Regions from separate parts of the Mus musculus genome. Here region 1 is linked to region 2. Evidence: chromatin contacts called from public Hi-C data. All regions are on one chromosome and are shown on one strand. The core of a region is the stretch at or near the end of the contact, and the rest is flanking DNA. Distances in the headings are between cores, read along the strand shown.

The links. Hi-C and Micro-C count contacts between places; a contact is called where the count stands out from the background.
Region 1: a Hi-C map of the N1E-115 cell line shows a contact between it and region 2, with 8 times the contacts expected there. The contact joins two enhancer-like sites. A contact is called at or near these places in 2 of 484 Hi-C or Micro-C datasets (the N1E-115 cell line and cortical neurons).

Annotation. Positions count from the first base shown.
Region 1 is chr7:91,803,580-91,809,000 of GRCm38.p6, reverse strand. All of the region lies in intron 3 of Dlg2 (discs large MAGUK scaffold protein 2), which reads right to left. Among named protein-coding and RNA genes, the nearest start is that of Gm32353, 150 kb to the left of the region's middle. Within about 2 kb of position 1,525, at least 4 of the 459 cell types and tissues checked have an H3K27ac peak or open chromatin away from gene starts, as enhancers often do. A contact at or near this core is called in the N1E-115 cell line, where this site is marked.
Region 2 is chr7:91,459,526-91,465,511 of GRCm38.p6, reverse strand. All of the region lies in intron 2 of Dlg2 (discs large MAGUK scaffold protein 2), which reads right to left. Among named protein-coding and RNA genes, the nearest start is that of Gm24552, 220 kb to the right of the region's middle. Within about 2 kb of position 2,086, at least 2 of the 459 cell types and tissues checked have an H3K27ac peak or open chromatin away from gene starts, as enhancers often do. A contact at or near this core is called in the N1E-115 cell line, where this site is marked.

The sequences.
Region 1 (5,421 bases), core at 276-2,775, 340 kb before region 2:
ATGCAAGCTAATGTAAAATATTTTCATAGTAATAAAGCTAATTTAGGTAAAAAGAATAGATAATTTAATTATTTCACTAAATATAATCAGATGCAAAATAAAATACAGACAACTAATAAAATAGAAAATATGGACGCAGTTAATTAATATTCCATATAATTAATGTTGAAAGTGTCAAGTTCACAAATTGTATAGTTACACATTTTAACCTAATCATGTTAAGGGTTTTATTTTTGTTGCTAGTATATTAAATTTGGATATGTTTCATATTTGTTACTAACTTTGTTTTTCTTTAAATAAAATGTAAATGAAATAAAAAAAAAGAATGTTACTACTTGTTTCCTTTTTATGTGAGGGACAATAGAAAATATGCATTGTGAGTTTATGAACAACAAATCATATAGGGGTAATCATATAACTACAAAGAAAATTGCTTGCTAACATCAGTTTAAATCTTATCAATAAAAGCTAAAGTATGACCTTTGAAAAGACAGTGCAAAATACAGAAGTGGATGCTTACAGTCATCTATTGGATGGAACACAGGGCCCCTAATGAAGGAGCTAGAGAAAATACCCAAGGAGCTAAAGGGGTCTGCAACCCCTATAGGAGGAACAACAATATGAACTAACCAGTAGCCCCCCCCCCCCCACAGAGCTGTGTCTCTAGCTGCATATGTAGCAGAGGATGGCCTAGTCGGCCATCATTGGGAGAAGAGGCCCTTGGTCTTTCGAAGATTATATGCCCCAGTACAGGGGGAATGCCAGGGCCAAGAAGCTGGAGTGGGTGGGTTGGGGAGCATGGTGGGGGGAGGGTATAGGGGCTTTGGGAATAGCATTTGAAATGTAAATGAAGAAAATATCTAATAAAAATAAATAAAATTTAAAAAAGATATATTGCTCTAAAAAAATTAAGACAGTGCAAAACTACTCTCCTCTCCCCATCTCCTCCTCCTTTATTCTATTCCTCTTCTGCCCACTTCTTTTTCCTTCTGATCCTCATTTTTCTCCTTTCTCTTGAGGAGCAAAACTACATTCAATAAACCAAGTCAGCTAAGAAATCGCATGTCTTCAGTGACTCAAGTCCAAATAACATATCCCAACTACCCTTCACTTTGCTTGTTGGGAAGCCATGGACCATGAAAACATGTTCAAAGACTTCAGAAGGAATAAATAAATAAAGTAGGATACATTTTGAAATTCCTTATTAGAAATCGTTCCAACAACCTAACCAACCCTTTAGTGGATTTAAATGTACAAAGAGGAATACATTTTGAATATAGCCAGGCACCTACGTTTCAACAGATGTGCATAGAGAATTATGAGGAAATGCTGTAAAATGATCTGCCGAATGTTCAGTTCCTATTTTTATCTACTACAGATTTTTTCTTACCCAATTAAAATTTCAGAGGAAAACCTCTCAAGTTGTCTATTGCTTTTATTCCTCCCTAAAGTATATCTCAGCAGTACCATTAGACTGTAGGAATCATCCAGCTATGGAATTGAGATTTCTTTAAGATGCTAATGTCAGTTTGGTTCCATCCTTACACAATTTAAATATAGTACATGAGACTAAGTGCTCTATGGAGGCAGGGACTGGATAGCCAGTCCCTTTCCTCAATGTAGAACTTGGTCAAGAGGGAGCTGATGAAACAGCAAAGAGAAAACAATGAGTAATGAAGCTAAGTACGCTACTGATCTACAACCACAGATATTTGTCAATTCTTTTTCATGAGAATCATCATTGATGGAAGATGTACCTGCAATTGTAATCAGAAAAAAATATATAGAACCACAAGGGTGATGGACTATGCCTCAATGACTTACTCAGAGCATGTTTTTGATTATTCAATTACATGAGCTAATTGGTGAATCACATTTTACTGTGTTATTACATTATCAAACAGACCTAAACTAAATTAGATTTTCTGGGCTTCAGCAATTCAGTGACTCACAGAAAAGGGCTCAGTGATGTCAGAAAGCTCCAGCAGCTTTCAGAACGGTTTGGTTGAGCACATGTAAAAGAAAAGGAAAAGAAAAACTCTCAAATCTCCATGTATATGTATTCTCCTGTTTGAAGTTTTGATTATTTTTTAACTGTCCATAGTTGATAGAAGGAGGGCACCAGGAGGAGACTGAATTAATGTGATGTGTTTTCATTCGCTCAGTAGGGCTCCATGAAGCTTTTGTTTGCTTCACTGGTTTTCTGGAGGGAAACCCTTCACATTATTAAAGTGCTGCAAACAGGGGAGGGGGAGTAAGCTTCAGCGAGAGGAAAATAGCCTCTGAGAGTAAATAGCCAAAGATTCCCAGTGAACAGCATTCTTTCACGGAGTAGTTAGAAGACAAAAATATTTTACTGGTTTGCATAATAGAGAATACATAATAGCATATATAATTTAGCTTCGCAGTTCTAAGGTTATGCATGCTGAATATTAAATCCAAGATTCATTCCAAATTCACATCAATTATTATTCTGAAGATTACTAGTAAGTTTCATGAACAAGTGATATAGGCAGAGTCAGCTGACTTCTTTGTAGTCTAAGGATCTTTAGTTTTCAATTAAAGAATGTAATGCCATTTGTCTAATTTAACAATATCCAGGCTCTTCTCTTAAGGATAAACAGTGACAGCCAGGATGTAATCTTGGTCTAAAAAGACAATTTCATGTCTGCATCAGAATTATCAAAATTAAAGAGCAGTGAATACTTTTTTTCATTTTTATTAGATATTTTCTTCATTTACATTTCCAATGCTATCCCAAAACTCCACCCATACCCTCCCCCCACCACTCCCCTACCCCCCCCCCCCACTCCCACTTCTTGGCCCTGGTGTTCCCCTGTACTGGGGCATATAAAGTTTGCAAGACCGATGGGCCTCTCTTTCCAATGATGGCCGACTAGGCCATCTTCTGATACATATGCAGCTAGAGACACGAGTTCTGGGGGTACTGGTTAGTTCATATTGTTGTTCCACTTATAGAGTTGCAGACCCCTTCAGCTCCTTGGGTACTTTCTCTAGCTCCTCCACTGGGGGTCCTGTGATCCATCCAATAGGTGACTGTGAGCATCTGCTTCTGTGTTTGCTAGGTAAACCAACATTTCAACCTTAACTTGTAAACAATTTAAAATATGGAATCATAAAGCTAGTGTAGGAATTCAGGAATAAGTTACGTTAGAGGCTCTAACACTTATTTCCTCATTAGAAGAAGAGTGACGGCTGTGTTCTCTTGATGAGCTCTAAGGGGGAAAAAAAGTAAGATACAAACTCTGTTGGCAGAGATTTGGTAAAAAGAAGAAAACGTAAGACCTAAGAATATCTGTATTTTAATGAGAAGTTCCTAAGTCTTGATTGATTTTTGTGAATGTTTAGAGCCCTTTCAATTAATTGGACTGGGAGAATATTTCACATATATTTAAAGGATGGTAATTTACTGTGTGGTGATGAATCAAGGAGTGTCTGTAGAAAGTCACCTCACCCATAATTTTGAGCATCCTTTTACGGAAATCAAAACTATGTTGAGTATGGCTCTCATTTGCTCCTTTCAATGGACATACAACAAACATCCACTGTTGTACGATCTTCTCCTCAAAATCTCAATCTAATCCACACCAGATCCTCAGCATGCGGCTTTTTTAATTGTGTGTGTGTGTGTGCGTGTGTGTGTGTGTGTGTGCGTGTGTGTGTGTGCATATTTTTATGATGCATGTGTATGAATGTTCAAGAGCATGTAAGTCACAGCATGTGTTTGGAAGTCAGCGGACAAACTCAGGTATTGGTCCTCACCTTCTATGTTGTTTGAAAGAGATCTTTGTTGAATAGGGCAGGCTAGCAGGCCCATAAGCTTCTAGGAGATACTCCAGACTTGCCCTTCCTTCTCAGCATAGAAACACAGTTATAGACCTGTGTGAATTTTATGCATGTTTGAGGGATTTGAACTCATGTCCTCACATTCCTACAGCAAGCACCTTATTTGCAAGCACATCTCCCTAATTCTTCTGATATGAGCTTTCTATTCAGGATGGTCTCTTTCTGAAAAGATTTCTAACAAATCCATTTTCTCTTGACCAGTCACATTTCCTTTGATCTTTAAGCATCTTAGTAATGCAGTGTTTCTGATAGTACTGAAGACAGAAAGTTGCATGATAGGAGTCCATGATACTCCAGCCCTGGCCCTGCTCATCACTTTGTAGTCTCTTTCTATGGTGAAAAGTAGAAAACCAAGGGATTGGCATTTTGTAAAATCAAGAAGATATACAGAATTTCCCAGTTTTGAAAAATATGATTTCAGCACAGATGGCTATATCCATTGCCCTTGCTTATTGTCCGCCATAGCTATATAACATGATCCTATAGGTGAAAATACAACATAGTTTCACTCTAGGACATAAGGAAATCACTCTCAAAGCAATTGGGAAACGTCCTCCTTTCTTTTGTAGCACTGAGATGTGCTATGCAGGTTGCTGGTGGAAAAAAAAAATATCGGTAGAATTATCCAGGTGGGACACATTATGCTGCACTACCTACCAGCAAGGTAGTGTATGCCTACTGGTTCATATGTTGGTTATGGGGTAACAAACAGCTTTCTGATTGGATTTAAGGCCTGTTCCACAAGAGGGAATTTCTTGTTTGGTACTCATAATCTAGTCAAAGCCCCATGGCTGAAAGGTCACAGTTCTGTTAGAAGCTGTTACTGTTTTGCTAAATGTTCATATTGTCAAATTGTTTTCTAAGTATTTACTTATGTATTAAGTATATTTATCTATTTTTAGTTTTTAGAAATCAATGCAGAGTCTACCTGCTAAGAATAAAAAACTATGGCAACACAGCCCTAAGGGGACATGATCATCAGCAAGCCTTTACCAAAGGCTTAGGAAACATTGCAGGAGAGGTAACAGAAAGAGTACAAGAACCTGAGGATGAGGAAGCACTCTGGGAGATGCTGCACCGTGACACAGCATGGTAACCCACAACACCTCCCTTTACTGAGAAGCTTCTCACCATTGATAGTTGGTGGGAATAGAAAATAGTTCTTTGGGTATAACCATTGGTAGGTTTCCCATTCTCCAGCGCTTCCAGAGGCCCTTCATCTATGTACACATAGGCAACACTAAATGGGCTGAGTGTGTGTATGTGTGGAGAGAGAGAGAGAGAGTGTGTGTGTGAGTGTGACAGACAGACAGACAGACAGACAGACAGAGGCAGAGCAAGACAAAGAGAGAGGAGAGAACATAAATTATAAGTTAGGGGAAAAATGTATTACAGGGCTATGTGAAGAGTTAAAGGGTAAAATAGGAAATAGATATGATCATGTTTTAGTGTATATATGGATGGAATTTTCAAAGATTAAAAATATTCTTCTTTAAACTCCACATGGTAATACATAAACCAGAAACACTGAAACTTATAGAGGAGAACGTGGGG
Region 2 (5,986 bases), core at 837-3,336:
AAATGTGCCAAGAACTTACAATGGGGAAAGAACAGTCTTCAAAGATGGTGTGGGAAATACAGATATCAATTTGCCAAAGAATAAACATTGACCCTTATCCTAAACCATCTTGAAAACTCCACAGTACACGAATAAAAGCTTGACTAAAGACCTTAAACTCAAAAGCTACTTCAAGAAAACACACACATACACACACACACACTTTGTGAAATTTTTCTTGGTGAACATTTCTTGGATTTTTTTCATATGACCCCAAAGGCATAGACAACAAAAGCAAAGCTATGAAAATGTAGCCATATCACCCTAACAGCTCCCACACAAAAGAGAAGCAATCATCAGGCTGGAGAGAAAAACAAGGACTTAATATCCAAAATCCATAAGGAATTATTATTTATTATCAAGGAAATGAATAACCTCATTTTAAAAATGAATACAATACTTGAGAAGTCATTTCTTTACAGATGATACACAAGTGGCAATCCTGTCATATCCCAACTTTTCAAAGCAAAGGGGCTATTGTTAAGATATTAGGCAAGAGAAGATGTAACCCAGTCATGGAACCCTTCCTAGTATACTTGAGGGCCTGAATTCAGTCAGCCTAGATAGAACAAAGTTAAAGGGTAAATGCTAGTACAAATGTCTTGGAAGCAGACCGTTGAAGTGGAAATATAATGTGGAAATGTAAAATAGTGCAATACAAATGCAAATTTGTACTGAAAATGTAAATTAACAAAATGATATGGAAAATAGTTTAGAGGGTCTTCAACCCATAAACACTAGAACTGCTAAACGGCACTCCAATTCCACTCTGAATTATTTGTCCAAAGAAAAGAAAATCACTATGTCTAAGAGATGTTTGCACATACATGTTTTGCTGTGTTAGTCACAATAGATATGGTATGAAATCAATCTAATGCCTTTCAATTCATGCTTGGATCACAAAGAAATAATATATATTATATATACAATGGACTACCATCCATTCATTAAGAAGAACATTTTGTTATTTTCAAATATACTGATGAACCTGAGAGCCATTATTTTACTAATATAAACCATGCACAGAAAGGCAAAGCATTCTTATCTCATCTACAGCCTTTGAAATGGTTTACCTTACAGAGTCAGAGCAGGTAGGAGCAGTTACCAGAAACCCTGGTGTTTGGGGTAAGGCTCAAAGCTAGAAAGATGTTGGCCAAGGGAGGCAAAATTACATTTGCATAATAGGAATAAGTGCAACAGATCTATTGGATAACAAAATGATTATAATTAATAATATATCATGCTATTAAAATGTCTAGGAAAGTAGATTGGGAAGAATTCTTACCATGAAAATGTTAATCATAGAAAGCAACACACATGTTAATTGGCTAGAGTTAGTCATTCCACAAGTGGCTACCCTTTACAGCAGTATGTTATAAGTGGTAAATACATCAGGCTTTATAAATATATCCAAAGTTCTAAAGTATAGAAGACGATAGGAGGACTGACAGGAGGGAAAAGTAGAGTGGTTGTTTGTCATGAGTATTAAAACACAGCAATAGAAAAAAAATGAACATTCCATACAAAATATACTTAAATCCAAAATGCTTTCTTTCACATAAACATTACCCAGGTGTCTAAAAACAAAACAAAAACAAAACAAGACAAAAAAAAAAAAAAAAAAAAAAAAACCTCAAACAACTCCATAATCAGTTCTTTACAGAAACATCACTCCTGAAGTGGGATGGGCATGTGGTAAGCTCTCCAGTCTGTCATTATCTGCTTCACAAGGGCCCATTTCATGTGAGCATTTATTTGACAGGAAAACGGTTCTGTTTCCTGCTTTTATTCCCCCTTAAATTGCTGGGACTTTTACCCCCAATTAAATCACCAGGTGCCAGCAGCGTTCCTATTAGGCTACTTTCTCAGCACAGTCAGAATGCAGGACGACAACAAGGAAAAGCTGGCTGCAACATAAATCCCTATGAGGAGCGTCACTCGGTGGCTCTGGACCCAACCCAGCGCCATGAAATACAAGATGACACTGGGCGCTAGGGTGAAAAATACCAACTTCATTTCTCTGAGACTCAGACGTTAGTACTCAGCCACATTTCATAGACTAGTCTCCTCAGAGCATGAGTAAAACAGAGCCTGCACAACCTGGAAAGCCTCCTTCCCACATTAAGCTAATTGAACTGGAGACTTCCAATTCATCATTTTTGCAGCTTGATTTATAAACAGCTCACCCTGCCCTGGAGCAGAAAGGCAATGTTATAAGCTAGCTATCCTCAAAATTTCAGACCTAGCAACTCAGAATCTGTCAATATCTTTAATGGTACAGAGAAAAGATGAATCCAATTCAAGTGCACCTCTGCGACCCTAATGGAAAAAAAAATAAAGATCTAGTGTTCACTTTTATACCTGACATTTCTATGATCAGTCTCTTCACATACTGGAAGTCCTGTGTGTTGGGAACCTATGGAAACTGCATCATGATTTTAGGAGGTTGATGGGGCTAATTTGAAAGCAGATCTTTACTGGGATGAGGCTTTTATTCAACATAAAGGAAACAATCCTAAGGTAGTTAAACCCCAAATTTAAAGATGCAGGCTGTCACTGCTCTTGGTTTGTATCACCTGTAAAGGCTTCAGACACTAACTAATAAAGAGAAAATTGCCTTGGACAATACATGGAAAACAGAGAGAAAGGGAACAGGCCCAGAGAGAGGCTCTGGTTGCAGAGAAACTGTGTGCCCAGGTCCTCTGCCCTGAACCTGCTCTAGCCTGTTGATCTTTGCTGTTAAGGTCTGCTGTAAAGCTGAACATACTTTGTGCAGACAAAGAGTTGGGAATGCAATTTTTTATTTTTCTGACATTTACAAAGTGTTTCTTTTAGAGAAGGGGAAAAAAATTCCTTAACCAGGCGAAAAGCTTGAGCCAGAGAAATGAGAATCGTAAATTCTCAGGGATGGAAGGGAACTTGAAATTCATTCCCTCCAGATATTCTTAACCTCCACTCTGGTTCTCAGAGTCCATAAATGGCTTCCTGTAATCCATTTCTCCCTGAAATTGTATGCAAATTTTTGGTATAGATTGTAAGTTTTATTTGACAAAAAGAACATAATTTTTAATTTCTCTAAGGGCCAATAACTTAAAAATGTTCCATGTATCGTTCCAAATCCTATCGCTTACCTGTTTCATCGTTATGATAGTCTACTGAGTTCGCATGGTTGTTGGGTTTTGTAGCCTTCCTTCCCTTCTTCCTCCCTCCTTTGTTCTCGCCCCTCTTCTCTTGATCCCTCCCTCCCTCTCCCTCTCTATCTCTTTCTTCTTTTATTTTTGGCCTTTCTATGCTTCTTTCCACCTCACCTCTAGCTATGAGACAGGCTTCCATATATGCCAGGATTTCATCTTCACATCTGGCCTGGTTTAACCCTATCCCAAGCCTGGTCATTCCTCTCTGGAAGAACCCTCTTTGTCTGCCACTCTCGCTGAAGTGAACGTCTCAGTTCCCATTGCTACATTCTGCAGCAATGCAGAACCATGTCTTCCCTTTGTTTTTTTCAATGGCAATTCTGTTGTTGTGCCTACCTTCTGATCATACTGGTCCTTGAGAGACTCACACACTGACTGTTAGCTCATTGCCTCTCTTCTGTGCTATGTTGCTGCTCCCTCCTTACTGGTTGTTCTAAAGAGTGAGAATTAACAAAGGAAAATGGAGGACAGAGAAACCAGAGGCTGGAAAAGAGTTAGCCATTGGGATCTGGTACAGATGGGGGAAAGGGGGGACTTTAATAAGCTGATAAGCAACAGCCTCCTTTATTTTAATGACTTTCTAAGTGTGTTTATTATTATATTCAGGGCACAAATGAAGAATCTGGACTCAGGGCTGTCTAATTACTATTCAGCTGACATACTTACACTGAGGACATCAGTCCTTACCCATAACATCTCCTCCCACCCCACTGCCCTGCACTGAAAAAGAAGCGTATTACAGAACGAACCACATCATCCCTGCACTGATGGCTATGTGTCCATTTAGTCACTCAGTCGCACCTATTTATCAGATTGCCTGCCCTAGAATTGTAGCACTTATGTTCCAATAACCATTATTCTGCTTAATAATGGCCCCAAGCCACAAAAGTAATGATGCTGACAATTTTATTACAAAAAGCTGCTGTGGACTTGGTAATGTATTTTATAACAAATATGTGATACGTGCTCTATTTTATTAGTTTTTTTTTTTTTTGCCTCCTAATTTGCCTGATTTGTAAGTTAAACTTCATCGTAAGTACTATGTACAGAAAATCCCAGTAAATACAGTACTTCAGGCATTCAGATGGGGTCTTTGAAGATATTCTCAAGGAGCAGGCACAGGGCAATGCTACTAGGTGTTGAGGGGACAGCAGCACGTTAGCTATCAATGCTCTTCAGCAAGAAATTAATCCTCATTTTTAAAAGGCTATTTTAAATTTTTGTGTTACTTATTTGTAATTAAAAGATGGTCAAATAGGGATCTTATGGTTCACCAGAAACTTAGACCACCAATATAGCTATTTATTATACTGAATAAATTCATTCACATACATTAAGAAGGGTTGAAAATAGAAAATCTCTACAGTACTGGCCCTGATGTTCAGTTATTATTTCAAGCTGAATCTCATAAGTGTCCTAGTCTTCCATATGTATCCAACTGCTGATTAGCCATTGATGGCCACCCTGGAAGGCTATTTTCCTAAGTGTTATGTATACAAATGGAATTCATTATAAGTGCCTATTTAGGTACTTATTTAGACAGGAATAGGACATGACACATGCATGAAGGGCAGAAGACTCCTTGCAGGAGTCAGTTCTTTCTTTCCACCATGTTGGTCCTGGGGATGAGACTCATTTAGTTTTGGTAACAGGCACTTCTATGTACTGGTCCATCTTGCTGGCCTATATGTTAACATGACTTTAATAAGCCCTTCTTGAACATATTTGACATGTGCTTACCTTTGATCCAAAACTGGCAAGAAACCCTAATATACTCAATGTTTACTCAGCTCACAAGCAACAAATCCTATTCCTTCAGAAAACTTTTGGCAAGTCAGCTAGCCTAGGGAACAGACACTGGAGCAGTACTTGTGTTGAATCAGCATACAACATACATGTAGCTCCTTTGAAACAGGGAACATGTGACTTCCACTTTCACTATCATGCATTTTTTATATCACACACACACACAAATAATTTTCTATTTAAAAATATTTTTTATTAATTCTTTGAGAATTTCACATAATGTGCCCTGATTATATTCACCTCCATTTCCCCCAATTCTCTCTTGGATATATATTGTGTGGATTTTCTTCAAGTACTCCTACCAAGGAAAGCAACCTGTCTCTGAAATACTATTTGCTCATATGATTTTTACACACCCCATTGTTGTGCCTGTTGTTCTTCACAGAACAGGCCTTGAGCTCTTACTTATTTTATTTCTCATCGTGTACACAGAGCGCTAAGCCCATGTACGGCAATCACTCAGCAAATGGAATTTAGGATCCAGAGTTCTCCAAAGTCAATGTGCAAGTCACAGACAAAGGTCTAGAAATATATGGCTGCGTGTTAGAAGAAATAGGCTGGGCCATTTGGAAGATTCAAATTCCTATGGAGTCTGAGAACCATGGCTTTACATAATGCAATCATCTATAATGCAGCCACTGCAGACACCAGAAAAAGAAACCCCTTATAATGGAATCATGTTCAGGTTCTGCTGGTCTTAACCAATGTATATTTGGGGAATCCTTTAGCTTCATTTTTTGGGCACAATAATTTCTTTCTGTTCTCTGCCCTGATCACTTAGAGCATGGGGAAGTTGGGACAACTCAGTAGGCTTCAGACATCCTTACTCTCCTCCCAGCAAGAAATGCATCTGGCAATATGGTCTGTTATATATCTACACACTGACATGAGCATCTTTTATGGTATATTCCATTTTCTACTCTAATCTTTATTTTCTCATTAGATTT